Regions from separate parts of the Mus musculus genome. Here all the other regions are linked to region 1. The links are chromatin contacts, called in public HiChIP or PLAC-seq, capture Hi-C and promoter capture Hi-C maps. All regions are on one chromosome and are shown on one strand. The core of a region is the stretch at or near the end of the contact, and the rest is flanking DNA. Distances in the headings are between cores, read along the strand shown. Region 1 holds the start of Kctd3 (potassium channel tetramerisation domain containing 3). Region 2 holds the start of Smyd2 (SET and MYND domain containing 2). Region 3 overlaps Smyd2 (SET and MYND domain containing 2). Region 4 overlaps Ptpn14 (protein tyrosine phosphatase, non-receptor type 14). Region 5 overlaps Ptpn14 (protein tyrosine phosphatase, non-receptor type 14). Region 6 has its middle 20 kb from the start of Cenpf. Region 7 holds the start of Cenpf (centromere protein F).

Evidence for each region. Promoter capture Hi-C pulls out the DNA fragments that hold promoters and counts their contacts. HiChIP or PLAC-seq counts read pairs in DNA pulled down with a chosen protein or histone mark. Capture Hi-C pulls out chosen DNA fragments and counts their contacts.
Region 2: a contact with region 1 is called in a capture Hi-C map of embryonic stem cells, with 3 times the contacts expected there. The contact joins the promoter of Smyd2 here to the promoter of Kctd3 in region 1. A contact is called at or near these places in 15 of 39 promoter capture datasets (the 3T3-L1 cell line, 3T3-L1-derived adipocytes, the C10 cell line and 10 more), 1 of 15 datasets of contacts at CTCF or cohesin (large pre-B cells), 14 of 484 Hi-C or Micro-C datasets (CD4 T cells, CD8 T cells, Th1 cells and 7 more), 24 of 115 datasets of contacts at active chromatin or transcription factors (the 230-238 cell line, astrocytes, bone marrow-derived macrophages and 16 more) and 3 of 9 other capture datasets (adipose tissue, embryonic stem cells and liver).
Region 3: an H3K27ac HiChIP or PLAC-seq map of cardiomyocytes shows a contact between it and region 1, with 9 times the contacts expected there. The contact joins the enhancer-like site here to the promoter of Kctd3 in region 1. A contact is called at or near these places in 1 of 39 promoter capture datasets (pre-B cells), 2 of 484 Hi-C or Micro-C datasets (embryonic stem cells and urothelial organoids) and 13 of 115 datasets of contacts at active chromatin or transcription factors (T-cell acute lymphoblastic leukemia, astrocytes, cardiomyocytes and 7 more).
Region 4: an H3K4me3 HiChIP or PLAC-seq map of the SCID.adh cell line shows a contact between it and region 1, with 6 times the contacts expected there. The contact joins the enhancer-like site here to the promoter of Kctd3 in region 1. A contact is called at or near these places in 5 of 39 promoter capture datasets (the 3T3-L1 cell line, 3T3-L1-derived adipocytes, hippocampal neurons and 1 more) and 4 of 115 datasets of contacts at active chromatin or transcription factors (the SCID.adh cell line, astrocytes, embryonic stem cells and 1 more).
Region 5: a contact with region 1 is called in a promoter capture Hi-C map of pre-B cells, with 4 times the contacts expected there. The contact joins the enhancer-like site here to the promoter of Kctd3 in region 1. A contact is called at or near these places in 4 of 39 promoter capture datasets (the 3T3-L1 cell line, hippocampal neurons and pre-B cells), 1 of 484 Hi-C or Micro-C datasets (pre-B cells), 1 of 115 datasets of contacts at active chromatin or transcription factors (astrocytes) and 2 of 9 other capture datasets (adipose tissue and embryonic stem cells).
Region 6: a contact with region 1 is called in an H3K27ac HiChIP or PLAC-seq map of T-cell acute lymphoblastic leukemia, with 7 times the contacts expected there. The contact joins the enhancer-like site here to the promoter of Kctd3 in region 1. A contact is called at or near these places in 8 of 39 promoter capture datasets (the C10 cell line, the HPC-7 cell line, cranial neural crest and 5 more), 8 of 115 datasets of contacts at active chromatin or transcription factors (T-cell acute lymphoblastic leukemia, bone marrow-derived macrophages, embryonic basal ganglia and 5 more) and 1 of 9 other capture datasets (adipose tissue).
Region 7: a contact with region 1 is called in a promoter capture Hi-C map of pre-B cells. The contact joins the promoter of Cenpf here to the promoter of Kctd3 in region 1. A contact is called at or near these places in 25 of 39 promoter capture datasets (the 3T3-L1 cell line, 3T3-L1-derived adipocytes, the C10 cell line and 16 more), 2 of 15 datasets of contacts at CTCF or cohesin (both in the NIH/3T3 cell line), 24 of 484 Hi-C or Micro-C datasets (B cells, CD4 T cells, CD8 T cells and 16 more), 39 of 115 datasets of contacts at active chromatin or transcription factors (the 230-238 cell line, the NIH/3T3 cell line, the SCID.adh cell line and 28 more) and 4 of 9 other capture datasets (adipose tissue, liver, macrophages and 1 more).

What each region holds. Positions count from the first base shown.
Region 1 is chr1:189,005,801-189,009,761 of GRCm38.p6, forward strand. Kctd3 (potassium channel tetramerisation domain containing 3) reads right to left here and starts at 2,040. Exons shown (of 18, transcript NM_172650.2): 1 at 1,730-2,040. The coding sequence starts at 1,812.
Region 2 is chr1:189,920,456-189,924,416 of GRCm38.p6, forward strand. Smyd2 (SET and MYND domain containing 2) reads right to left here and starts at 1,836. Exons shown (of 12, transcript NM_026796.2): 1 at 1,652-1,836. The coding sequence starts at 1,824.
Region 3 is chr1:189,897,004-189,900,964 of GRCm38.p6, forward strand. Smyd2 (SET and MYND domain containing 2) reads right to left here. Exons shown (of 12, transcript NM_026796.2): 3 at 2,815-2,925; 4 at 420-480. Among named protein-coding and RNA genes, the nearest start is that of Smyd2, 23 kb to the right of the region's middle. Within about 2 kb of position 2,253, at least 9 of the 459 cell types and tissues checked have an H3K27ac peak or open chromatin away from gene starts, as enhancers often do. A contact at or near this core is called in cardiomyocytes, where this site is marked.
Region 4 is chr1:189,828,886-189,832,846 of GRCm38.p6, forward strand. It overlaps Ptpn14 (protein tyrosine phosphatase, non-receptor type 14), which reads left to right. Exons shown (of 19, transcript NM_008976.2): 6 at 3,843-3,913. Among named protein-coding and RNA genes, the nearest start is that of Gm26574, 7.5 kb to the right of the region's middle. Within about 2 kb of position 2,051, at least 61 of the 459 cell types and tissues checked have an H3K27ac peak or open chromatin away from gene starts, as enhancers often do. A contact at or near this core is called in the SCID.adh cell line and embryonic stem cells, where this site is marked.
Region 5 is chr1:189,797,456-189,801,416 of GRCm38.p6, forward strand. It overlaps Ptpn14 (protein tyrosine phosphatase, non-receptor type 14), which reads left to right. Exons shown (of 19, transcript NM_008976.2): 3 at 1,057-1,226. Among named protein-coding and RNA genes, the nearest start is that of Gm51739, 21 kb to the left of the region's middle. Within about 2 kb of position 1,691, at least 91 of the 459 cell types and tissues checked have an H3K27ac peak or open chromatin away from gene starts, as enhancers often do. A contact at or near this core is called in astrocytes, hippocampal neurons and pre-B cells, where this site is marked.
Region 6 is chr1:189,705,954-189,709,914 of GRCm38.p6, forward strand. No RefSeq gene overlaps it. Among named protein-coding and RNA genes, the nearest start is that of Cenpf, 20 kb to the left of the region's middle. Within about 2 kb of position 1,773, at least 45 of the 459 cell types and tissues checked have an H3K27ac peak or open chromatin away from gene starts, as enhancers often do. A contact at or near this core is called in the HPC-7 cell line, T-cell acute lymphoblastic leukemia and pre-B cells, where this site is marked.
Region 7 is chr1:189,686,312-189,690,272 of GRCm38.p6, forward strand. Cenpf (centromere protein F) reads right to left here and starts at 1,775. Exons shown (of 18, transcript NM_001081363.2): 1 at 1,665-1,775.

The DNA.
Region 1 (3,961 bases), core at 790-3,289:
TCCACTTTCTTTCTTCTTATTACTTTCTTATTCACTCTTGATGCACAACGAAGTGCACATGTGGAGTCAGTGTCCTCCTTTCGTCTTAAGTGGCTTCCAAGGAGGAGCCTCAGGTGGCCAGTCTTGCTGTTGGTAAGTGCCGTTTTCAGCCTAGCCATCTTGCCAGCCACATCCATCTCCAATACACAATAAACAACAATGTAAGGGCTGAAGAAATGGCTCCGTGATTAAGAACACTTGCCGATCTTGCTAAGGACCAGAATTCAGTTCCCAGCATCCATGTCAGGTGGCTCTCAACAAAACTTACCACACCTGTAATCCCCGCTCTAAGGGACCCTTTCTTTGGCCTCCACCTGCACTCACACATACAAGTAAGACAGACCAATCTTTTCTAAAGTGACAATATAACTTAGTTGTTTGTCATAAAGCTATATTCTCTTGAATGCCTGGAAGGAAATATGTGAGCCATCCACAGAGAAACCAGGGTTAAGGTTTGCCACGAGCACCATTCTGCTTCTCTGTAGTAACACTGCCCACGCCTTTTGTGGACTATTTCACTTTCACATACCAGGTCACTTGCAATAGGTTCCTGTAATCGTAGGTGGGCAGGGAAGACACACTATTTACACTAGATGAGGTCATTTGCACAGGACCTAGTAAGTATAAAATGCAGCGGAAGTCATTTGCATATGACCTGCTACTTAAGGAATGCACTAGAGGTGCAAGGTCTCCAACTGTTAAAACTTTGCTTTGGAGGTAAAAGGTGACAAAGCAGGAAGACCACCCCAAGTTCTCCAGCACTCAGAGAGCCCATTGTTTCACAACTGTTAATTTGTATTTTTAAATAACAAAAGTGTTACACGTTTAAAATCTTAAGACATTGAAAACTAGCCTTCCCAGGACAACAGAATAGCCTGCGCATTAGAACCCCCCTCTCCCTCTATTCTTACTATGCCTTAAACCCAAGCTTCCCTCAACTAGTAGGGGCAATATCCTTTTCTGAGAAGAGTCATGTGTAAGTCACGGCAAATACAAAAATGGGTTTTTGGTTTTGTTGCTTGTTTGGTTTGTTTGTTTGTTTTGCCAACAAACTTCCACTCCAACAAAATGGGAGTGGAAGGTCTAATAGAGACTAAAGACTCAACAGTCCAACCGGTTGCTCCTATGCAACAACTCAAGCCCTAGCACGGGAGACGACAACCAGCTGCAACGCTGACAGCTCGGTGTCAGCATGCCTCAACCCTCCAGAGGCCCCAAGTCACTTGGTCAGGCAGGCCCACCATGCCAACTGTGTTCCTGTGGCCTTACTTACACCATAGGAACCCGGGGGAATAAAGACTGAGTTTTAACAGTCTATACACTCGACCTGGAACCAGACTCTGAAGAGTGCATAGGGCTGCTTGGATCATGCAAAATTGTACCTACCTGTCTCCGGGTCCCCCACCTGGCCGTGCAGACGCCGCCCTACCCTGCAGTGGGTACCCGACCTGACCAGGTAGATGCCACCCTGCCCTGCGGAGGGTACCCGACCTGACCAGGTAGACGCCGCCCTGCCCTGCAGTGGGTACCCGACCTGACCAGGTAGATGCCACCCTGCCCTGCCGAGGGTACCCCACCTGGCCGTGCAGACGCCGCCCCGGCTGTAACACCTATCCCACCTAGGCTGGCACATGCCACTCCTACAGCAGCGGGCGTCCCACCCACTGTTCCCGCGCGGTCGCGGGCTCACCTGGTCCCCCCCACATTCAGCTGCACGATCTCCCCGCTGCTGGCCGCCGACGCGGCGAAGCTGCCGCAATGCCCGCCCGCCATGTCTGCGGCGGGAGCCGGAGCCAGGGCCGGAGCCGGAGCCGGAGCCAGGAGCGGCGGCTCGGCGGCCGGAGCACACTCGGAACGCCGAGCCTCCCGCAGCGGCCCGGCTCGCTCCAGCCTCCCCCACTACGTGTTCGTGGCCTCCGCCGCTCGTGGCTGGAGGCCGCCGGCCCAGCCCGGCCTCTCCTCAGAGCCCACTCGCCTCCATGGCGGCCGCCACAACCATCTGGAGGACGGGTCGCCGCGAGGGACAAAAAGCTGTAGCGCCGGCGCTTCACGCTTACGAAGAAGGAGTGGGCGGGGCTGGTGAGAGGGAGGAGCTCCTGGCGATGGGCGGGGCTGGACGAAGGGTCTTCTGCCACCGATGGCCTAGGAAAGATTTGCCCCTTGCCTCTTCACCAGCACAAGATTTAGGTAAAAAAGAAACTTTCGCAGTTATTCAGACTGATCTAAGTACACTCGATGAAAAGATATTGAACACCATACAGCGCATTACCTGCAAACTGCATAGTTTCCATGCCACCACTCCTCAGGGCAGGAGAAAGCAAAAACCCTGCTGGAGTGAGCGGTATCCAGCAACATGTTTCTAGATTGTACATACACGCACTTTTATTTTCTTTACTGATTGATTTTTGTTTCTCTCTCTCTCAGCATTATGCATTGGAGCACCAAACCTTAGCGATTTCGTGTGTGTGTGTGTGTGTGTGTGTGTGTGTGTGTGTGTGTGTGTGAGTGTGTCCTCCTGGGGATGGAATATGATGAGGCCTTGTGCTTGCTAGGCATCACTGACCTAAATGTCCAACCTCTAAATCATACTTTTAAAGAGTACTATGGCAATGGGATGTAGGTCAGCTAATGGAGACAGCACACTATATTTCAAAGATATCTAATTCAACAAGCTAAACTGTAAGCATTAAATGTCTAATAGTTTTCTCATAAAATTTAAAACTGATGAACTATAAGAGGATAGAAAACATCTTATCCTCATTAAACATTGCTTAATTTTGCTGCCAAATATGCCACTGAGATGATACACTTTCTCCAGAATTGATGATTTTTTTTTTTTTTTTTTTTTTTGAGACAGGGTTTCTCTGTATAGCCCTGGCTGTCCTGGAACTCACTTTGTAGACCAGGCTGGCCTCGAACTCAGAAATCTGCCTACCTCTGCCTCCGCCTGGCTCCAGAATTGATTTTTATAAAGGACAGCCACACCAGATGTGCTATCCTGTAACCTCAGCACTGTGGGGGTAGGGGGAACCAAGGAAAAAGAATAAGGAAGGGACTAGAGGCCTCCTCAACTACATAGAATTTGAGGTCAGCCTGAGATACAGAGACCCTGTCTCAAAAAGAGAAAGGGGAGGAAAAGAAGGTGGGAGGGAGGGAGGGAGGGAGAGAGGGAGAGTGTGAGGGTAAGAGAGGGAAGGAGGGGAGAGAGAGACAGAGACAGACAGAGAGATTATTTCTGGGGCTGGTGAGATGGCTCAGTGGGTAAGAGCACTGACTACTCTTACGAAGGTCCTGAGTTCAAATCCCAGTAATCACATGGTGGCTCACAACCACCCATAATGAGATCTGACACCCTCTTCTGGCAGGTCTGAAGACTGCAGCAGTGTACTTAGGTATAATAATAAATAAATCTTTAGGCTGACAGGAGCGAGCAGAGGTCCTAAAAAATCTAATCCCCAGCAACCACATGAAGGCTCACAAGTATTTATACAGCTACAGTGTACTCATATACATAAAATAAATAAATAAATCTTGAGAGAGAGAGGGAGGGAGAGATTATTTCCCCTAGCTAATGGTAATAAGATGGAAAACAGCTCAACTCTGGTTCATTGTGAGCTTTTTAATGCTTTACTGGAGATAGGTACTGGGGATTGAACCCAGAACTTTACCCATGAAGAACACTCTACCACTCTCTTCAAAAAATAGAAGGTTGAGGGTGATAATCACCCCCAAAACTTAGTCAAAATTACATCACAGGCTAGAGAAAAGGGAGAATGGGTCTGATCAGATTTCACTGTGTCCAGGTGTGAAATTCACAACGAGCCAAATAAATGCTGTGCTTCTGAAGAGGGACAGTGCTCTAGAGTGGATATGGAAGGGCAGGCTAAGCTACTAGGAATACGAGTGTGTGTGTGTGTGTATG
Region 2 (3,961 bases), core at 586-3,085, 910 kb after region 1:
CCAGATTTTACGGCAACCACGGGATGCGGTACGAAGATTTCTCTAGGTGCACGGATCTTGTGAGTTTTATTTCTTGGGCAATATTTTAGTTGAGTTCCAAGTTCTGACTGTTACATAAGCCAAACAGAAGAGATTGGTTGACAATGGAATGGCAGCCTGGGGGGCCCAGGAGAGGGAACTGAGGCAAAATTAGTGACATTAACAAATGTCAAGGGGAGTGGGGGGTTAGCTGTCACAAATGACAGGATTCCTGAGGCTGGGTGATTTGTAAGGGTACTTCTGGAAGCTTGTGTGTCTTTGTACAATCAGGACACTCCCAACAGGAGAGAAGCACGCCTCAGCTGTCAACGCAGATATTTAATTTCAGGAGGAGAGAACTGGCCACGAGTCCCTACTACGCACTCCGCAAGGCCCACGCCTCTCACCGCACACCAAGCGCCAGGACCCCTGACGGAGGCCCCCTCTGTGCTGGGTGACCCGCTTTGCTCCTTTACTGCAGACACCCACACTGCTGCAGACTCCCAGCCACAGCGAGGCTCAGAAGATCAAGGGACCAGTTGCAGCAGCCTTTTTAACTTTGGGAAAACCCAATGCTCACTTCACTCAAACGTCGCAAAGTGGTGCCATGACCCTTTAGCTCTTGGCTCGCCAATTCAAAGAGGCACATCACATACAGCCCTTCCGCTGCCCACGGCACGCTTCTGCGTCTAGTTCCTTTCCAGGTCCCCCCCAGCGGAAGACAGTTCTGGCAGGGAGTCCGGCCGAGATTACTCTAATATGCAACCTTTGTCCATTCTTTTGTTGTCTTATTGTAGAACGAGGCGCACGAGTCTGGGAGGCTGAGAGCTTCGTGGAGTGCAGGACTGGGGGCAGCCCGCAAGAGGTACCTGCAGAACCCCAGGTTAGCTTAATCTAGCCCACCATCTCCACTTCAAAGGTGATGACACTGACCTTCAAAGCAAGTCAGGCAGGGTTCCTTCCTCAGGCATCCACAGATGGCCTGGGACAGGCTCAACTCCAAAGCCAGACCCCCTACCTCAGCAAACTTAGGAAGCAAGGAAGTGGGTGGGCGGGACGTGTCAGTCCTGACAGGCCAGGCTCCAGCCCCTAATTAGTGCCTTGTGTATACACAGCTACCCTTCCTCTCTGGGCTTTAGTGTCCCAACAGTAAAATGATCTCTTCTCGGCCTTTAAGATAAAGTGTGTCTGTAAAATGAAGACACAGGGTGGGATGGGGGAATCCCAACGCACCTTCCTGATCCGCAACTACCTTAAGGCTTAGCATGTGGCCGTGGATACAGCATCTACACACTCAGGACATGTATGAAGTAGTACAATCAAATATTCTCCCAACAAACTGTGTCCCCTCATCCCAATCCACGGAGCCCAGTCTCATAGGCGTGTCTGTTCCATAGCTTCCCTCCTCCAGAATGACCGGAAGCGTCCCTGGCTGATCGGGTCATCACTCCCTAGGGGGTGGGGGAGCCGCCCATCTCAGGACAGCTCGGGAGGCCTCGGGACCACAGAGAACCTAAGCTAGAACGGACACGCGTGGGGCGGCGCAGGTCCGGCTGCGGGGCAGGCCGTGGCTCAGCGGACGCGGCGCACGTGGCTCCGCGTGGCCCCTCCCGCCCGCACGGTCCCCGCGTACCTGGCGAAGCAGCACTCGCAGTGGTGGCCCCGCTCGCCCACGGTGAGCACGCAGGCGTAGGCCGGGCAGGAGAAGAGGAGGTCGCCCACGTGGAAGGGCCGCAGCGCGCGGAGCCCCCGGCCCTTGCCCGCACTGCAGAAGCGCTCCAGGCCGCCGCGGGCCTCGGCGCGCATGCTGGCGGCGCTGCGGCTGCGCGCTGCGGGGCACGCGCGTCACGGGAGGGAGGGAGGGAGCGAAGGCAGGTCTGCCGCGGCCGCCGGCCTTCAAGGAACTCGGCGCTCTGCTCGGGGCGGGTGCTGTGCCCTGGCCGCGCCCCGGAGCGCGGGGCGGGAGGGCGGTGCGCAGGGCGCGCGCACGGGAGTCCGCCTGCACCCGCCAGGCTGCGCTGCCCGGTGAGGAAGGCTGGAGTCCCAAGCCACCCAGGCCACCACCCGCTGTGCCCGCAGACAGCGTCCCCACTAAGATCCCGGGTGGTGGAGCAGGGAATGAATGAGTGTGGTTTGCAGTTGAGCTGTGCGTGCTAAAAAACACAGTTCTCACCTCCCAGGGAACTTAGAGAGAGTTCATTCTGGAGCCAATAGGAGGGGTCATGGCCAGGTTTGGGTTACCCCAAAGTCTACGTTCCAACGTTGTAACAATTTGATTAAAAAAAATTCCATAATAACAGAAAAAGAAAGTCATAAATCAAGACGTCAAAAATATGTCGGTGGGACCCCCCAGGTAGGCTGGCTGCAGAAGGGAGGGAACCTCAGCTACAGGCCTCAGATGCAATCTGACTGCACTCTCAATGTATGGCTTGATTATGTTCCAGGCGGTTTTACCTGTTATTCACGAGCTGGTAGGTTAGACACAGGATAGGCAACGGGTAGCTATTAAGGGAACTGGAGAGGGCCCAAGGAAAACTGCCAATAAGCTCCAGACATTGCAGCCTCTCCGCAAAGGTTGAAGTTCAAGTCGGTTAATTAGCTTTGCAGAAAGAGGGTCAGTGCCAGCTGCAGGTTTGTTTTTTTTTTCTCTCCAGCTTTCGTTCACAGGGCAAATCATAGAATGGGGGATTTGGAACCCGTGAATAAAATTTCTTTAGTGATAATATGAATAAGCCTTCCTCCAAGGAAAGGGCACCGTGGGTATGGGTTCTTTGGCCCATTTTTATTTTTTATTATTACCCTTTTTTTTTGTAAGTATGAGTGCATGTGTGCGAGCATACCCCTGTATGTGTGCTGGAAACATGTGTAGAGGTCAGAGGGCAACTTGCAGGAGTGGGTTCTCACCTTTTACCACATGGGGCCTGTGTCTGATTTGTCTGTCAGGTTTGGTGGTAGGTGCCTTTATACTCTGAACTATCTTGTAGGTCCATGTATCCATTTTAGTAACCATGGACATCACTGGACTATAAACTTGGACAAAGTGTAGGCCTGGATCCTTCAATTCCACGTAATAATAACCCTTCATTACTGGGTACCATTGAGCTAATGTGCTTATTTAACACATCTTGCTTACCTTAAAATAGGTGTAAGATTTGGGAAACCCTCTTCCATACCCTACTCACCTGTGACAAGCAACATTCTCAGGTAGGTTTGTGCCTAGAGCCCACTCTGCCGTCTGCTGGAAGCATTTTCTCAAATCTTGAGACTTTCTAAAGATGCCCACCTATGTAGATCTGCAGCGTGTTTTTTTGGATTCATTTTGGCTTGCTTTTTAGCATTCTGATTTGCGGAAGGATATCTTAGCAGTACAAAGAAGAAAAGACATAGAAATAAACAAACAACATGTTTGTAAACTCAGTACATGGTTTACTCTTCCAAGAACTCACTGCAGAGTTTGAGAAATGTGTTCCATTACACACACACACACACACACACACACACACACACACACACACACCTTTCTCCTACTGCGTGTTTTGTTTTGAGACGGGCTGGCCTCAACCTCCCTAAGTACCAGAGAATGACCTTGGGTTTTGAATCCTCCTGCCTCTGTCTCCCTAGTGATGGTATTACAGATATGCAGCACCACACCCAGTCCCCCGGGGCACTGGGGACTCAATCCAGGGCATCTCAGGGCAGAGGTTGAGTGTTACCGGAGAACACTGGAAAACAAGCAGCTTCATTTCAGAAAAGTCGGGATGAATTCGAATGACTGGAGCCGGGGCAGTGAGGCAATAGCTGTAAAGTTAGGAGCCTCCCGTAATGATAAAACCCGTGCTTAAAATAAATGGTCAAGGCGCGGCTCCCAGCCAGCCGGGGCAGACCGATGACAGCACCCTCCATGCATCTCATGCTTGCCGCTCTGCCACTCAGCGGTCTCACA
Region 3 (3,961 bases), core at 1,003-3,502, 890 kb after region 1:
TTAACGCCTTTTGGTAAGGCCATCTGGATGGACGAGGCTGAGGAAACTGGTTGGTAAACTGTCATGCCTAAGGTTGTCCTCTGGCTTCCATACAAACCTGCACGTGAGTGCATGAACACCTGCATACAAACATGGACATGTGCACACGTGCACACACAGATTTCGGCTCTTTCCTAGATGCAGAGCTGCTGGGACTGGACACCATCCATCACGCCGGGAGCAGGAGAAGCCTACCTCGTGACCTCCGCCTCCCTAGCGTGTCCTGACAGACTTGTACACTCGGGAGAAACAAGGCTAAGAGCTTTGGTTTTTGAAAGTCACCATCCTTACTGAGAACAATTATTTCTGCCCCCAATACCACCGGATGCATGTTAAATCTGTGACTAAGATAAACACTCGACCATCGGAGGAATACTCACGTGACTCAAACTCCCTCACAGCCAACAATTTCTCTGAAGGTGTCCTCTCTGGGTGGATTTTCTAGTAATCGGAGACAAAAATCAGAGAGGAATGTCAATGCCCGGGGTCAAACACAGCTCTTTTCTGGTTATGTCCCCATGAAGACAACACAGCCATGTCCAAGGAAGAAATCTACTTGAGGAGTCCACACTTGGTGCTAAGTCTGTCCGACCTCCAGATCCAAAGGGCTTATTTTAATAGCTTTTGAAAGGGTCTGCTGTACCCTAACACCAGGACACACCACACACACACAGTAGGCTCAGAAATGCTCATTACAGAAAAGAACGGGGCCACGAAACAACTTATTAGGGTCCCAACTTGAAAGGATTGAGTCTACGGACAAACCACACTATTTATTACTCTTCTTTCTAAAAAGGAACAAAATGAAACCCCATCCATTTCCCGCTTTCTTTAAGCATAGGCTAAAATGATCTCAAATTCCACATTTCAAAAGGAACACACTAGGTTGTATCTGCAAGCGGAGCCTCACTTGAAACGCACGCTGCCTTTGTTCTAGACGCCCTAAGAGGAGCTAACAATAGTGAACCCACGAGGCTTTGAGAACATGAATAAACTTGGTGTTGACAAGAGTTCAAACACAGAGCTCAGGAGCTGGCCTGAGGCCTGGGCTTTGTAATCTGGCCATTCAATGTGGGGATACAGGTGGCTGGCTGGTCTAGCGGGCGCTCTCCCCTCCCTCCTTAGCATGTGCAGCTTCCCTGGGTAGTTGGTCGCCTGTCTCCCTAATCCTTTGCAGGCTCCTGGAATACAAATGGTCTGGGTTTTAAATCACCTATTCCTACAGGGAAGAAGAGATGGTCAGGTGCCTTTTATTTCACAGTTGATTAGGGGTAATTATCGTGGAAACTGAAGGGAACCTCTAAACTCACCCCAGCTCTCAGACTGCTCGCTCAGGAGCCAAAGCCAGAGTGGACATCTTTCATTCACAAGGCACACTTCTGTAAGAAGTCATCCTACCCAGGGGTGGCGGGGCAGCACACACGTTCCTTCTGAGTCCTTAACACAGCACTGTCAGAGACCCTGGGAAGGCAGGGGAGCAAGGGACTGGTCTCCCAATGGGCGGGGCTTGATACAATCTGAAGGACTGGTAACCCAAGACTGCACAGTCACATCCACCCCTGTTCCTCTGTCCAGCCATCGGCTACTAGTTCACAGAGGATTGTCATTTAGTAGCAGGCAGTTGGTCTTCTCCAGAAAAACAAAACAAAACAAAACCAAAAAAAACAAAACAAAAAAACAAACAAACAAAAACCCACCCTCATCTCTGGGTCTTACTCTGCAGGCAACCCCTGCTCTACTTACTCAGAGACGGTCTTTTTAGTCACCCGACCCCAGCTGAACGCAGTGGAAAGATGACCTCAGAGTTCTAGAATGTTCTACTGCTGTTTACACATTCGGGATGCTAAACCTGATCTGGGGACGAGCACACGCGCCGATCGTTACAATCATACTCAGGTTAAAACCACAGCATCAGACTGGAAGAGGAGGTGGGAGCTGGAAGGGATGAGAGAGCCAGAGGCGGATGAGGGAAGCTTTAAAACCCAATCTGCAGCTCAGAGGCCTCGCAGCCAAGGCACTCGGACACAGACGGCAAGGCCTCTGCCAACACACTGCCACCTATTCTCCCTTACACGTCAGTGGATGTCAAAGATAAGCCCCTCACATCTTCCTGCTGGCTTCAGGACCCAGGTCTCTGCAGAGGCCGGCATGCACTTCTCACGTGCTTAGGAAGGACTGGCCACACATCAACCAACAGTCCTGAGAGCCTGGGAGGAATGAATGCACGGGCAGCTCCTCTCCCCCTCCCAGGCTCTCCTCCTCCTCAGCCTCGCTCTACCCTCACACACTCCTCTTTGTCTGTGCATGGTATCTGGGCCTCCCTCTGGGTCCTTACCTGCTTACACATAGGTGGGCAAAGCAGCAGAGGTACAGAATGACACACAAGATAGGGGACAGACTGCCTCCACATATCACAAAGCAAGGAGGGGAACTCACAAAGCTTCCCTGACCGGTCTGGTTCATTGGAAGCTCTGGGAAAATTCCGCAGGTCTGGTCTTTGATGCTGTTAAGTCATGGCTATGCTTTCTGTGTAAGAAAAAAAAATTCCCAGAGAAAGCTCTGGTTTGACCTGCTATGTGTATGTTCCTCTTCTGGGGCACGAAGGAGATACAAGCAAAGCCTATGCCTAAGTGCCTTCCCGTCACGTGTGGGTGTGACTGCAGGTCAAGTCCAAAGATACTTAGCCACATGCTCAGTCTAGTGCAGCCAAGCTCAGCCAGGCTTTGTGACCTTTAATGAGAATTCAAGTAGCAGGACCTTCTCCCATTCCCTCACCTGTTTGGCCAGAATTCTTGCTGTGAGCCGCACAGTCTCCGAAGGATTCCAGTTCTCCCCCAAAACAACCATGGAGGAGCATTCCAGCTTGTGCAGGGGCCAGTCTTCCTTCTGAGCAGGGTTAGGGGGGAAACTGTTAATGGGACAGACACATCCACAGAGGGAAACAGACAGATGGGGCATGGAGACAGACAGACAGACAGACAGACAAGCACACACACACACACACACATATACAAATACACAGACACAGAGATACACATATGCACACACATTAACACACACACACAGATACACAGACAGACACATATGCACAAAGATACACACACAAACACAGAAATACACTCAGAGACACACACATAGACTAAGGTATGAAGAGACCTGCAGTACGTCCCCCAACCAAGGTCAAGTAGAGCATACTTCCACCTGGGAAGCTCGGGAATGCTCACAGACTAGAGATAACAACACCCCCGAAAGACAGAAAGACAGATATAACCCTTAGCTTTGATCCTCTAACTTCTGGCTTGGTCAAGGTGTTTTTTTGTTGCTTGGGGAATTTTTTTAAGGGTCCCACGCTGTGGTTCAGGCTACGAAGCTGGTGGTACTTTTCCAGCTCTGGTCTCAGGTTGGGACGTCACTGACAACAGTCTCTCTTGCCATTTTGTACAATCGAGGGTATGTTACAGACCAGACTCCAGCAAAGGCATCCACTATATTCCTTCCTATCGCCTGTCTGCTTTTTTTGCTCCTGGTAAAGGGGTGAACACTGCCCACTCATCAGCTGGGGGGGGGGGGGAGGAGGTGCCATCTGTGCACAGGGGAGGGGAGGAGGTATTCTGAAGACTCTAAAGAAAGTACTTAGGGATGAAGGGCAAATGTCAGAGCAAAGCCCGGTGGCAGAACCATGAGAGGCCACTGAAAACTCCTGTCACCGCCGAGGTCACTGCTGATGATTGGAAATCAAAGGCAAACAGGCAGAGCAGTTCTGGCAGAGCACTGGGAGGAAAGAGGTTTTGGTGGAGTGTTTGCTGAAGAACGAGAGGAGTCACGGAAAGCAGCCATCTTGCTCAGTTTGTATGATAAACCCCACACAAACTAGAGTCTTCTGAGAATGAAAACTTTAAATGAGGAGTTGCCTTGATCAGGC
Region 4 (3,961 bases), core at 801-3,300, 820 kb after region 1:
GGTAGGAAGAGATCGTAAGGCAGGCAAAAGGTGGAAGGTACCTGAGTACTCGCATGAGGTTGCCTTCTGACTTCCACACAACATGCACTCCCATGCATGTGGGTGCACACACACACACAAGCACACCCATGCATGCATGTATGCGCTTGCATACACATGCAAGAAAAAAAGGCAAGAAGGCAAAGGGGGTAAGAGAGGGAAAGAGATCAGCTTTGGCGCTCGGGAGAAACTAAGCATGAGGTGATGAAACCTGGAGGTTTTTATTCTTTCTGGTTTTGGAGATTGGGGTTTCTTATGTCCATGATGTCAGCTCAGGGATCACAGCAGACTCCGAGCACGCCTAGTGCTTACCGTTGATGGAGAGCCTTCCAGAAGCTTTCCCTCTGGACCATGGCTCTGTCAGTGCCTTTGCCTTTGCCCTGAACAAAATCCTTCTAAGGAATCAGCGTGCCAAGTAGTGCAAACTGCCCGCTCAGCCAGTAGGCCCTTCTTCACAGAGTCCTCGCTCCACACCTGCCTGCAGGATAAGGGATTAATCTGGGTTTAAGACATGCCAGACAGTACCCAGTGATGAAAATATTTCCCTGGCCTTTTTGATATTGTTTTATTTTGAGGCAAGGTCTCACAAAATTTCCCAAGCTAACTTAGAACTTAATATGTAGCCTATGTTGACCTTGAACATGAGATTGTCCTGCCTCAGCTATCCTGACTCCCAACTATCAAGATTATTATTCTTAGGTCTAAGCTTGCTCTCTGCAGAATGGTTTATCATTAACTTCAGTGGATGTTTATATTCAAATTTAAATTAAAGTTAAATGAAGTTAGAGGTTGAGTTTTCTGTCCACACTGGCTATCTCTTACTGTTCAGTAGCCAAGTGTGTGTCTAGGGGCTGCTGTGTAGGAAAGATCAGAAGTGTTTTTATCCTCCCCTAAAGTCCTCTGGGAATGCTGAATAAGAAGTCGGTGGATTCCTGTGTGCATGAGTCTGGAATGGGCCTAGGCTTGGGCTCAGCCCTCATCTTTCTTCTCTGCGCACATATCCCCAGTCCATCCTGCCATGATCTGTCCTGGGTAGTCTGTGTTCTGAAACTTCACCACATACTTGCTGGGTGGTGCTGAGGCTGTATTGGGGTTAACACCCCTAACTGGCCTTATGACCTTGAGCAAATTAGCTGATGGCCTCATCTGAGATGAGAATAAAGCCAGCACCGTTGTGAAGATCAGGGAAACCATCCATCTGAGCTTGGTCCAGGGCAAGTTCTCAGTGACCAGTCATTTGGGTGTGTTACTATTAGAGTGACTCTATGATATGCAAATGAGTTGATCAGTGCCACTGTCTGCATTTTGTAATGCAAGCAGACAGGGTAAGCAGAGGGATGGACAAACTACCGTTAACCAGTTTGGCATAATCAAAACCTCTTGTCTAATAATACGAAAGTCACATGCCGTCCACCAAGTTTAGTTCCGTGATATTTATTGACCGCTTAGTTTGTCTTATGAACTTGGAAGGGTCATTTTGGAAAAGCCCTGTGACTGGCTTCCCACAGGATGGGAAGAATTGCTGCCCTTGAGGTAGTCATATTCTGTCAGGGGGATGGGGGCAAGGAAGGAGCTAGGGTGCTGTACAGATAACCACAGTGGAAACACTGTAGAAAGAACACCCAGAAGAGGTGTGGGGGGTGCCCACAGCAGAGAGGGCATGTCCAGGTGAGGGAAGGCACCGTGGAGGGAGCGATAGCTGACATGGGGCATTTCCCATTGCATGATGTACTGTGTAGTTCTCTCCAGAAGTGTGGGCACCAGTGTAAATAAAACCAGTAATGGCTGTGTTAAGAACAGCAGCTTGCCCGAGGCTCTGCACTCTCAGAGGAGGCGGTTTGGAAGGAACCACTGGGTCCCACTGAAGAAAGGTCCAGATGCCAGGCCCAGGTGTCGATCTCATTGTGCAAGCAGCGGGGAGCCATGGAAAGTTGTCAACCTTCAGCTAGGTTCTACCGGAGCTTTCAAAGGGAAGCATGCATTCTTCAGCTGGGGGAGGGACGCGGGATGAATGGCCCTGTTTGATCCTGCCTAGTCACTGACTTGGCAGATGGCATTTCTTCAGCAGAGAAGAGAACAAAGTACACAGACGGCCCACAGGTGTGTGGCTGTACCGCACTCCCTGCCGTTTGTTATCCAGCACTGCCACACTCTTACACATCTCTGGGGTGTGCAAGCCTCACCTCGCCCCGCCCCTCCCCCCACATATGCACAGCTGGAGACACGGAGCTGCAGATAGAAGCAGGAGGGTACTTTGGGGCCCTTTCAAAGTCGGAACAGGAGGTTTAGTGAAGCCCTTTGATCTTCAATTCATTCTCTTCCTTTGTGCCTCTTAGAATTAGCCAGCACCTGGTATGGCTGCTGCCTGAGAGGCATGGGAGCAGTTAGGGTGTCAAGCACACAAGACCCCTCGAGTCTCACAACAGGAAGCCTGTTTATTTCCTTCCTGTCATCCCAGTGGCTGTCCAGAAGTCAATCAATACCAATAATAAGAAAGAGCCCTTTGGGGTTCATCTACTTCTCTGTTTCTCGGGCGCTTAGGGCCTTCTAGAATCCACAGAACAGAACTTCCAGACACAGTTATGGGCTCATTTCTTCAACTTTCAACAATACCAGTTCCTCACGTTGTTGTTTTGAGATAGAGTAGTTCTCAGCCATGTCTATTTTGGGTTTGGTGTAAGGGTTGCACCCATGTAGGCTTATGACATTGGAAGTGAACTTCTATATAAATAAATGCTATTTAAGATATGTGTGTGTGTGTGTGTGTGTGTGTGTGTGTGCGCGCGCGCGTGCAGAAATCAGCCCTGGCTATCATTTCTAGAGTGCTGGTCCACTTTGGGTTTTGAAGCTGGGCCTCTTGTTTGCCTGGAATTCACTCACTAGGCTGCATCTTCAGGGCAGCGAGCTCCAGGTTCCAGCCTTGCAGACTGTCGGCCTCCCAAGCCATCTGTTTCAGTTGTTCCCAGCACCCACGTCAAACCCCGTAAGACACCCAAGCCATATTTTCTCCTCGTGGATTCTAAGGCTAGACCTCAGGTGTTCCTGCTCACACAACAAGCATTCCCTCACACTTTGTATGAATCCGCCCGCATTTCAGACCCCGCCCTGTACCCTAGACAGCAGGAGCAGGGAGACGCCCTCAGCAGGACGTAGCTGGAAGATTTCTTGCCGTTACCTATGGAGCATAGAAGCCAGATGTGCATGCTTTGCCCTCTTGGTGCCTGACAGTCTGGGCATATCCAGTATGCCTTGGCTGAGGCACTAAGGAGGACATGTACACATGAGGTCCTGCAGACAGTCCTGTAGGTGTCCTGAGGTGTGTTCCAGCCCCTCCCATGCTGAGCAGCAAGTAACACCAGAAAGAGCCAGCTCTGCCACCACACAGTTTAAACTCATTGCCTGGAATTTTAGAGGCAGGCAAAAGGTCCTGGCACAGCAGATTCCAATGTTCAACTCTTAAAAATGATAGCCTGCATGGATACTCATTGGCTTCTGCCCTAATCATTAAAAAACACATACCCGCAGGCTGTGGAGACAGATGGACAGTAATGAGCTTGTAAGGACGTAAGTTTGATTCCCAGAACCCACGTAAAAGAAAAGCTGGCTGAGGAGGCAGAGCTGGGTGAGGCCTGGAGCTTTCTGCCTAACGGGTCCCATTGGCTATGGAGAAGACGTGTGTGCAACAGTAGGGACCATATACCTGAGCCTAGTCTTCTGGGGAGGGGGCGGGTGCATCACTGGAGACACCTGTCAAGAGAGCCACTGTCAGACACCACCCCTGATCTGTAATCCTGTTCTTCCAGGATTTGGCCATGGAGGAGGCGGCTCTGGAGGAGCTAACCCAGAAGGTGGCCCAGGAACACAAAGCTCATAGGTAAGGCAGGCGGAGTCCGAGAGCCTGTCCGGCCAACGCAGCACACAT
Region 5 (3,961 bases), core at 441-2,940, 790 kb after region 1:
AATCCTGACATCTTAGCACGTGTTCAAATAAAGACAGGATTGGGTGCGTGGAGGTACATGCTTCAGTCATTCAGAATGCTGTTCATAGCCGAGCTGGCTGAGGCTTCAATTTTTAGGGTGATAATCACACTTTCATCTACCAAATGCCAGAGTAATCTTTCAAGAGCCACCGTTGGCTTTGGGGGACAGCTGGGGAGAAGAGAACCTTGCAGTCTCAAAGGTTGGTATGGGAGAAATTTGTAATTCATGTATAATAAAACAATACAGAGCACTGCTTTTAACATACCGACTAAGGTACAGACAGAGCACACGTCTTTTTTTGTTAAATGCTGATAGATTGTGTAAGTATCTACATTGGCAAAGCTTACAGCTGCCAGGGTTTGTCTTCAGATCCAATAAGAAGTGACTCTATGGTGGATGCCGGGTGGTGTCAGATCAGACAGGGAATCATCGTCCTTCTGAGGTTAGGAAAGAAGTCAGCCTGCCCCTGGCTGGGGAGACACCTCAGCTGGTTAAGTGCTTCCTTGCAAGCATGAGGACCAGACTTCAACACCCAGCACCCCAGCCAGGTGTCCTGGGGAAGGTTTGGAATCCCAGAACTGGAGAAGCAAGACCGGGGGTAACCTGGGCCTCACTGGCCAGCTGCCATCAACGAACCCCAGCTCTGCGAGAGAAATCCTGTGTGTAAAACAGAGGTGGTGGGCTCCTGAGGATGGCCACCAAGGCTGACCTTGGTCTCTGTGCCCAGGTGCTCATGTTCTTCTGTACAATCAGCCCTGTCCCCAGTCTGCCCCAGCCCCTCCTCTGACACAGGTTCTCGGGGACCCACATGCATAAGCAGTCTAGTCGTTTGGAATACCGCTTCTGTAGGTGGCTGTGTCAATGGATGTGGTTTCTTTTAGCTTGTCCCACGCTGGGAAAGAGAAGACGCTGGCTCTCTGCATGCGGGCCTACGATCTCAGGCTTCTGATGACACAGCTGGGGAGGCTTGGTTTCCGTGTGGTCTCGGACTGCCGTGGGAAGCACAGACTGACAGGATTGTACCCTTTTATCTAGACGCACTACTTCGGCCTTTGGTTTCTCAGCAAGAGCCAGCAGGCGAGATGGGTAGAGCTGGAGAAGCCACTGAAGAAACATCTGGACAAGTTTGCTAACGAGCCTCTGCTTTTCTTCGGAGTCATGTTCTATGTGCCAAATGTGTCACGGCTTCAGCAGGAGGCCACAAGGTAGGTACAATATTCCCCCTCGAGTTCCCCATAAGGGTGTGGATAACCAGGAGGCTTCCGGCGAAGTGGAGCTGCTGGTTGATTAAGTTGTGTGAGGAAGCAGAGTGGGCGATGTAGCTGCAGGTTGTCTGCCTGTTGCCATGCGACAGTCATATTTTGGTTCAATCCGTGTAGCTAATGCCCGACATTCCCTGTAGCCCTGGTAAAACAGGTGAGTTTTGTGTCTAGCAGCAAGGAAGTATATGTTAGGGATGGTCAAATGGGTATGCTAGCATTTCAGTAAAAGCTAGCCACCTAATTCTGTTTTTATGTACCCCACCCGCCCACCCCAAACTCCGTTGGACTCTGCACTTGAGCAATAGAGTGGTTCTAAAGTAAACTTGGGGAGGAAGATGTGGAGAGGGTGAGAATTTTGATCACGTGGGTTACATAAGCAGAAACAGGAAGTCAGCGCCTTAGCGGAGACTCGGGTTGGCCGCGCCGTCTCCTGTCCTCGAAGGAACTGAAAGTGTTCGTAAAGCTCGGATTGCTTGTGATTCCCTGAGCAAAACGAGACCATTTTGTTGATGTCAGTGCAGTGAGCATGGTGGCAAAAGATGTTTGCCAAAGAGCCTTGGGGTCGCCCGTCAAGTGGACATTCCTGAAGGAGCAGGAAGCCCAGGAGCACTTTTTTGTTTTTGTTTTTGTTTTTTTAAACCTGTTGCTCAGATTTGGGCCTTAGGAATGCTGCTGACATGTGTAGAGAATGCAGAGTCTGTGCATTAATTTTCACCTTGTGGGTTTCAGGATTGTAAAGTTCTCAAATGACGACATGGTTGGAAATTTTATGTTTCTGTTAGTCTCTCTCCTCCTCCTTTTCTTCTTCCTCCTCTTCTTTGTCCTCCTTCTTCTTTGTCCCCCCACCCCGCCTTCTTCTTAGTGAATATCCGTTGTTGGTAGCTGTGGATATGGCTTTGTGGGTAAAGCGCCTGGCGTCCAAGCATGGGGACCTGAGTTAGTACCCGGGAACCGTGTGAAAGCTGCAGGTGGCAGCATGGATTCGGAACTCCCGCTGGGAGAAGGGATGGGTGGAGACTGGTGGCCCAGGGTTCAGCAGTCCTGAGGTCCATGGCTGGAAACTGTGGCTTTCTGAGGTTAGTTTGAGATCATCCCATCTCACCCACTGGAGATGATGGCCGACTGGAGGTGAATCTCTTCATAGTGGGGAGGCCTGCTGAGAGACACTGGAGAAAACGTGGATAAGTCAGGCCCAAGGTTAAGACGACACCTGAAAGGTCTCAAGGGGAGAGCGGCAAGGGGGGCTCAAGTCCCACAAAAGCACGGGACCAGCCTGTAATTGGCAGCAGTGAATCCTGGTGCTGGACAGGGCAGAGAGGAGAAGCCCTGGGGTCTCCTGGTCAGCCAGCCTAGTAGGAGGAGTGAGCTCCAGGTCCAGTGAGCAAGACTGTCTGAAGCATGAGGTGGACAGTGACTGTGGAAAGATACCCAACATCAACCTCAGGCCTCCGTGCACAAGCGCGCACACACACACACACACACACACACACACACACACACACACACATAATGTATCAAAGGGAGAAAACATGGAATTAAAAAAATCAAAGGAGGGAAAAATAAATGGCCCAGTGTGATTCCAGACATGTGCAGGAACAGGCTGGCAGCGGCCAGGCTGCTCCTAGACAGATGGGGATGAGTCACGAAGCCATAGGAGCTAAGAGATTAAGAAGCTGGGAACTTTCAGCCTCGCTCCCAACTGGAGGATGTGTTCCGTGGACTGGGAGGATGTTAACTCCTTGGGTCCTGCTGGGACCCACCACACTTCTTCCCAGGCTGTCTGTCTTCTCCTCGCCTTGGCCGAGTTTCCCTCAGCAGGGGCTCCTGCCTGCTGGGCTTCCTCTCCCTTTATATCTTTCTGAATCAAAGGAAAGATTCTTTGCAGTGTGTTTGCATAGCAACAGATTCATTGTAAACACGTGGTTTTCATATTTGTCTGGGCCCAGAAGGTGAAAAGATGGTTTGTAAGGGAGGCAGAAGAAATTCTTTATTGGGCAACTTAAGGATTGCCAGGGGCAGCTGGAGAGCTGCTGGATGCCTGCGCGTGCAAGCACACACACACACACACACACACACACACACACACACACACACACACGCACGCATGTGTGCGCGTGCAGTGGCAAGCTTGGAATTGATGTCTGGGTCTTCCCCAAGTCTTCTTCAACAAAGAAGCCCCTCCTCACTGATTCAGTGCTAGGAACACACTTTTAAAGGAGAAGGTGATGGGGATTGGGGGGAGGGGGGACTCAGTTGGCAAAGCGCCTGCCACACAAGTGTGAGGACCTGAGTTCAATTCCCAGCATTTATGTAAAACACAAGACAAGGCATGTGCTACATTTAATCCAGGGGATGGGGGGTGGGCAGATCCTTGGAGCCCTCTGTCCAACCAGCCTAGCTGAAATGGCAAGTCTCAGGTCTCAGAGAGGACCCTCTTTCAAAAAAACAGTTACTCCTGAGGAACCACCACAAAGATAAATATCTGATATATAGGCAGGCAGGCACTCGCGTGTACACATACACCCTAAACCAAGGATAAATAGTTTTGAAGAGTGAATGTAAGACTCATGGTTCATGCCTCATTTCTGGAATTTATAATTAATTGGTAGATGTTTTTCTTCTTACTGGGGTGTGTGTCCCTTGCATTTGCTCACTGATGAGTGGGGTACAAGTCTACT
Region 6 (3,961 bases), core at 523-3,022, 700 kb after region 1:
AGAGCATCTAATATAAAGAGCGGTGCAGGTAGGCTAATGACCATCCAGCCCTAATTAGCAGTAAATGAACAACTAAGTCATCAGCCCAAAATCCCGAGTTACCGAGGGCTACCAGGGCCAGAAAGGTGACTTACTCTTTGTTATTATGACTAAGTAGCATCCTTATCCACACCGGCAGGCCTTCATTCTCCTGTTCTGCCTCCTGCCGCAGCCTTGGCTGCTGGCTTAGCAAACCCAGCCCATCAGGCAGTGGACATGTTAGCTCCTGCTAGATGGCAACATGTTTGTTTTTCTCGATTATGTAACCTGGATTCCTTTACCAAGAAGAGATTTGGAAATGAGTTGTTAAATTGCATTGCCAGCGAGCGTACAGTCCAAGAACATATACATGTATAAACGTCAGGAAACTTGGACCCTTCCTCTCACACTGCCACATGCAGCCCCTCCACTAAGTGTCGAGCTGTAAATCAAGTGTGGTGAAGGAGGCGCTATCCAGTGTCCGGCTGCAGTTCACAGGAAGCACTAAAATGCCTACTAAAGACTTTTGAAGGGGTGGGATATTTGATCTGTTCAGTCTTAAATAGCAACTTATTCCACTAGGGCATGTAGGCATCACATTAAGTGTGCTTTAGACCCTAACACCGTGTTAAAATGTCTTGCAAAAGTTCATATTGGTGTAGGTTCAAAGACTCCAGATTCTAGGCAAGGGCTTGTCATCTGGAGAGCTATTTAGAGAGTTTCACGTAGTTCTAAACTTCCCAAACAAACTGGAAAACCAGAGTCAGGACCAAGCTTGGAGTAGAGCACTCCATATTCCTGCTACCCGCAGACAGACAGACTACCCGACCCTTCTTGGCTGGCAGATCCAGAGGCCAGACCAGGAACGGTTTGGTTCTTCTACGTGAACAATCTATGTGGTTTTCCAGTCCTCCAGGGTCTGCCTCCAGACCAGGTATGACTGGAAAATGAGAAAGCTTTCCCCGGAGGAGAGGTGGATTTTGTGAAGATGACAGAACAGCTGATATGAACTGAGTTTAGGCATTTGGGCAAAGAAGGGGAAGGAGACAGTGGCTGACAGGATTCCTGGGCCAGCAGCATAACCCCACACTCAGGGAAGCAGCAGAGCAATTTCCAGAGTTGTGACAAATCCTCACTTGTGCAGCAAGGGCAGAGGGGAAGGAGGAGAGAGGGGAGGGAGAACAGAGGGGAGGGAGAACAGAGGGGAGGGAAGGCAGAGGGGAGGGTCCCTGTATTTTCTTTAGCTGTTTACATCATATTTAAAGGCCTGAGGTCAGAACCCTCTGGAAACTATGGAACAGGGAAGTTGTAATTCAGGAACTTGTGTGTGTGTGTGTGTGTGTGTGTGTGTGTGTGTGTGTGAGAGAGAGAGAGAGAGAGAGAGAGAGAGAGAGAGAGAGAGAGAGAACACAGAACTTCTTGTATGGAGTAGCTGTGAGTCTGCTTTGAATTTTAAGGGGAAATCTAATGCATACAATATTAGAGCCTCGGTTGTTCAGACGGTAGCCTTACTGTTGGGGAAGCTGTTAACCTCTCCCTTTCTGCTTGTCCTGTCACTCCAGGATAGGCAGGAGTCTTGACCGTGACATGGCAGTGGCAGGGAGGGGGGAGAGTTGAATTTTAACTTGCTGAATGGGAGATTAATTTTCTTGTCAGTTCAAAAGTTCTTAATGAAGGCTTGCTGCCAGAGCCAGAGCAGCACAGGCTGGGACCCAGTCACGCTGAGGCCTGTCCTGACCCTGCTGCCAGGAGCGGAAGGCTGAGCACATCTCCCCAGAGGGAACAGCAGACCTTGTCTACTCTGACTGTCCCAGCACCAGCTTACCTACCTCCTCCTTGTGCCCCTTCAGTCCCCTGCTTGGGATTCTCTCTCTCCCACTCTCTAACCCAAACCCAAACTTGCTTTTGGGATCAACCCAGGGTCCTCCAAAGCCTCGCTCTAAGAGACTCCAACCCCCCTGTCCCTGTCATCAAGTTGCAGCAGATGCATACAGTTTATGGCAGAGGCTCTGAGCTAGGTGAGCATCAAGATCTGTTTTCCTCTGGGGACTTATGTTTTTTCAAAAAAGAAAAAAAAAAGCTTATGATCTCTCTGCCTGGATTCTGTTATTGTTTACAGGGCCCAGAGAGGTGGGACCCGGACCACTGGCTTTTCAGAGCCCTTAGACCTGGTCCGAGTTTCCACTGCTGAATCTGCTGGCCAGCTGGGCAAGTTTATTTATATCTATATATCGATATCTATTTGGTTTTGTTTTTTTGTGGGTTTTGTTTGCTTGTTTGTGTTGTTGTTGTTGTTGTTGTTTGCAGAAGTCCCCTGGCATTACTATTTCAAAGCAACCCCCAAAATGGAAGTTATTTCTCCAACTAGCTGGAAGAACAGGAAAATCAGAGCCAGAAGGGTGTGTTAGAGTCCCTCTGCTTTGGGGAATATGTGCAGAAAATAACATAGAAGGAACTCTCAGAACTATGCTGCAAAGATACCAGAAGAAACCCCTTATTAACAAAGAAATCGACATGTTTTCTTCTTAGATCCCCCTACGTTTTAAAATGCCCTTTAAAAACAATAGTGGACATGGGACACAGAACTTCCACGAGAGAGAAGTGATTCTTTTTAAAAATGTTTTAGTTTGCTTAAAAGCAGTGCACAATACATTGCATTGGGTGTCGTGTCACGATGACAAGTCTGATCAAAGTGTGTTTTTGTGGATCCCTTCCTTCAACCCCCTCTCCCACATTAGGAAGAAACAGTACTTCCTGGTGAATCTAGACTTCTCTGCCTAAAGGAAATTGAGGGCAGTCAACCTGCCAGTGTGAGCAGAGCTACTGGGAACAGAACACACAGAGGACTGACTCAGAAGCCCCTTCCAGTTCGTTAATTTCCACCTTTGTTCCCTCCCGGGGTACTTCAAAAGGAAGCTAGGCAGACCAAACTGAAGTTACATCCTGTGTCTGACCCTCCTTCTCCTCCACCCTTAAGGTGCCAGTCCCATCAGGAGGAGGATCATTACCACAGGAGGGAAAGCAAGAAAGGCTGTGAGCTTCAGTGGCAGGCTCTCCTTCCTACCTGCTTATAACCGCCAAGATTACAGGCAGCCATCACACTTAATATTAGCTAAAGTGATACTAGAGACTTTTTCTTGGTATGCTTCCAGTTCACAACAGTCTACGTTTTACAGAGTTTGGGAAACAGAGTGTTATTCTGGCGACCGCAGTCATCGGCCGCAGCGGACATTGGTATTTCCAGTGCTTTCCCACCCTCTGCTAATGGGGAAATTCACATAGTTTTCCATAAACACACCAGTAACTACTAAGCGCCCTGGAAAATGACTGGGGCACTATTTCTCCCAAATACTATTTCCTCTGACATTCCCCAATAGTAAGTGCTCCTTTGTCATTCCTTTTTAAAAAGAGACAAAGTCTGTGTTGGTCTACATGTGGGCCCTGACCGCCCAGGCTGAGACACTGTTCTATGTCAGCCCCCTCAGAGTGGGGCTCTCCACTGCGTGTGCTCCTGCTTCTCTTAATAAGGAGGGTGCTTTAAAGTTATGTCATTACTGAAAAGTTACTTTTAAGAGTCGTTAGTGGTAAATAACAACTGACACATCTGAATGCTAATTTGTGGGAGCACAGCCATTAAGAGTTCTGGCGCCCAGACATTAGAGGACTCCAAGGGATTTTCCTGTGAGTCAGAGGGAGTCCTGGTCAAAATCAGAACTCCACCAGCAGTGTCATCTTTCTCTCCTTAGTAGGTCTGCTTGGAGCTCCCACAGCACATAGCTCCATGGCTGACTGGGAAGTTTTTATATTTTGACAGTGTTCGACACTTACATTCTGGGGAAGATACATGTGCGAGGGTCTTTATGCAAATAATTACCCTAGGCCATAAATTCTGTTACATTCCAGCATTGTCTTGGATGAGGCCTGGAATAATAATAAGCCGAAC
Region 7 (3,961 bases), core at 525-3,024, 680 kb after region 1:
AATACTTTCAAAAGTTAAAGAGAAACAAGGATCTTGACATATTAGATACCGGGCCTTGAAGACAGTTTTTGGTGTCAGCTTCATTATTTTTTTTCCCAGATCTCATTTCACAGAAGACATGTGTAACTCCACACTCAATTTCCCACAAAATTTTCTGAAAGAAATCAAAGGCCTCTTAACTAAAACAAAGAGCAATTGACCCTGTAGCTTGTTCATTCAAGAGTGAGGAGAGTACATTAGACCAAAAACCACACGCAAAAATTGTCTTAACAATTCAGCCAGCCACCGAAATCAATACATCAACGTGCCACAGCCATATCCACCTTTCACCCCAGCACTTGGGAGACAGAGGCCAGTGGATCTCTGAGTTTGAAGCCAGCCTGGTCTACAGAGTGAGTTCCAGGCCAGACAGGGCTACACAGCCAACAAGTCAAAAAACAAAACAAAATAAAAGCAACAAAACATCTAGAGAGGCAATATAAGCAAGGGAATCCAGCAGGTTTATTTTCTAATTCAAAACCTACAAACAGCTATATTCATGTTTGTAGTCACACACTTTGTTGAGAGCAAGAAGATATTTACAAATGTAGTTAAGATAACTAAAGTTATATTTTATTATGCTGAGGATTAGTATACAGTATTTACACTTTAAATTTCTAATTACAGTCTTAACCCTATCTTCCCAGGGCTGCTCACCTGGGTGACATATTTTAGCTTGTCAGGTTCAGTTTTTTTTTTCCTTTTTATTATTATTATTTATTCATTCTACATCCTAATGGTAGCCTCCCCTTCTGCCTGTGATCCCAGTCCCATCCTCACAAACACCTTCCCTTCTCAGAGAGGGGAGGAGACCCCCTTGGATACCACCTGATCCTGGGACATCAAATTGAAGCAAGACTACACACAACCTTTCCCATTAAGGCCTTACAAGCCAACAGAAGTTTTTGATTTGAGGCTCCTGAGGGCAGATTATGGTGGTGTCTTCTCATATGTGCAGCGCAGAGCATTGTCTTAGTCTCCAATTATATACTGTTCACTGGGGATCATGGGGTTTTAGGATTGTTATTTGGAGTGAGTGATGTCAGAGTTTTGGTTATTAGTCTTGGGTGTTTAAAAGGCATTTTTTTTTACTATGTTCATTACACACTTATATACATTTTCTACCTCTCCTACACTTATATATAAATACATCACACCGATCGCCTAATTGCCATTAGGTGTTGACTGGGTACGGAACAACCTGTCAGCCACCTAAATCGGGTCACTAGAGCAAAAGTTGTAAAATCCGTAAATGTAAAAAATTAAGATTAAAGAGGCAGGGTCTGAGAAGAAGACTTTGAAAGATGAAGCAAAATCTCTGTGGTGACGGTGTAAAAGAACTTCCACCGAAAGTATGTCTTTAAAATGCGGAGGGCTCCGTTCATGGGCCCACCGCCCGCCTCAGGCCCTAAAGAGGGTCTGGCAGGTTTCTGCTGTTGTCCTCCGTCAGGATCCCCTGCCTCTCTGCCAGTGCTAGCTAGTTCTGGCTGCTGAGCACACAGCACAGCCTGGCACCCTGGCGACCCTAAGCCGCCAAGTGAGAAAGAAGCTTCTAGAAACCATGCGGGCCTCCGATGGGGGGCCGCGGGCGGAGGACGGGGGCCCCGAGGGGGGACGCTGCTCACCTGAGCTCCTCACAGAACCTGGCTCCGGGCTCTGCGAGCCCCGAGTTCCTCACCGCCGAGCTCCTCACACAGCGCACCGTTCCTCCCCGACCAGCACGAGCGATTCAAACTGCCCGCCGCCGCCGCCCCTCTTCCCTCCCGCTCACTTCCGGTCCCGCCCAGCTAGCCTCCACGCCCATTGGCCATGGCGAGAGGCTTTCGACCAGTCCTCACCCGGCTTCTCGGTGAGCCGCCTCTGATTGGCCCTTTTGGACGACTGTTTAAAAACAAGCAGAGCCGGCGGCGGAGCCTGCGCAGACGTCGGATGCACTGGCGTTGCCTAGAGACGGGCTCCGCACGCTGGGAGGAGCGGACTGCGGGTCTGAATGAGGGTTAAACCCTGAGCGGCTGGGCGGGCTTGAGGAGCAGGGTAAGGTGAGGTCTGTGCTGCGGGGAGGCCGCTCGCTCTAACCGTAGGACAAGCGTAAGGTGTTAGCTCTGAGGGGATTATTATTATAAAAGTTAGCTGCGAAGTTGATTATTACTTTAAAAGTTGGCGCGCACCTGCCATAGCAGCCCTGCGGAGGGCGTTTGGAGGACAGCCTGGCTATAGACAAGAGTCCTTGTCTCGAAAAGAAAAGAAGAGGGGAGGGGAGGCGGGGGGTGGGGGGGCGGATAACAGAGGCACAGTATAACAAATAATCTGAACTTGAATCTAGACATGCATGCAAAACTCAACTGCTGACCTCTCTGTCATCTCCATATTTTCAAAATCTGGATATGCGATTCGCATGGGTTGTGGTGGCTCACGCCGACAGGATTTACTGAATATGAGATCCGAGGGGAACACTTCATCAGATTCAAATATTCACAAGGCTCTTCTAAACTGAGTATACTGCTTCCACTTTCCTAATAGCACCTAAATGCCTAAATATTTTTCTTTAAAAGTAAATATCCATAGGAGGTATGGGATGTGATGCAAACGGAGGGTGGATAGGGGCGGGGGTATGGAATATGGAGTGTGGAAAATAAATTTAAAATAAAATAATTTTAAAAAAAGAAGTAAATATCCTTGGAATTGTAGAGGTGGCTCAGCAGTTGCTGCTCTTGCAGAAGACCTGGGTACAGTTCCTAACATCCACATAGTAGGTCACAACTATCTATAAATCCAGCTCAGGGAATCTGATTCCCTTTTCTGGGCCCACAGGCAACAGGTATGTAACGACATACGTGCTGGCAAAACATGCATGCACATAAAATTAAAACATAAAAATGCTCTCAGTTCCTCTTTCCTCTCCAGTGATCCCTCTCATTGTCTCTCTGCTCACATCCCATTTCTTTTTAGGGTCACTTAGTGCCCAGGGCTTATCCCAGCACCCAGTTTCCCCAGGAAGGCAGCTAAGAGTTACAGAGTCAGATGGAGACCAAAGCTGCTTTATCTTTGGCAGTTCTCTTTGCTATTCTGTAGCCAAAGACTACTTACTTTTAGCAATTTCTCTGACTTTAATTCTTTGCTATTGTATGTCCAAAAGCTGCTTGCTTTCAGGAGTTTTTCTCTTTAATTCTTTGCTATTCTAAGACCTCTGGTTTCTGGTAATTTGACTCCAACTGATAGCAACAAGAGTATTAGAAAAAAGGCTTAGTTTCTCTCTGACTCAAGGACCCCTCCATGGCCAGGCTAGAGGCTTGGAGTCTGTTAACTCTTTGTGAGCCAGAGAGAAAAGAAGAGGAAGAAAGAATTCAAACACACAACTACACACACACACTCTGGCCCTGCCGGACCACCTGTCTCAACAATTTCACAAGTGTTCATGCCAACTTACATAGATACACATATACCTACATATTATTTATGTACATACACATGGACAAACGGACATAGACATATATTCATTTGGTGAATGGGGCTGAGCCCTAAATGCCACACTTTGTTTTTTCTCTCTGGCAAATTTACCTTTTTAGACAAAAATTCTTTATAAAATTACCTCACAGATGAAATGTTACACAGAAGGAGGGTTACAGAAGGGTGTTGACAGTAAGCTCAAAGCAGTGATTCGTTCTACAAGGTCATTATAAATTCAAAGCAGTAGTTTTACTTTATTGCTTTATTATAGTGCACACTTGTAGCCTCTTCCTTGAACCTGACTTAAAATGAATGCTTTTCCTTGATCATAAATTTGTCCCAAGCCTGCATTCTTTCCCTCGTGCAATTAGCCTGTGACATGTGAAGAGCACTATTTGCAGCTTTATTTCTTAGGGGACTTGAGATTACTTACATCAATTTGAGTTCTATAAAATCATCAGAAATTGTAAAATCG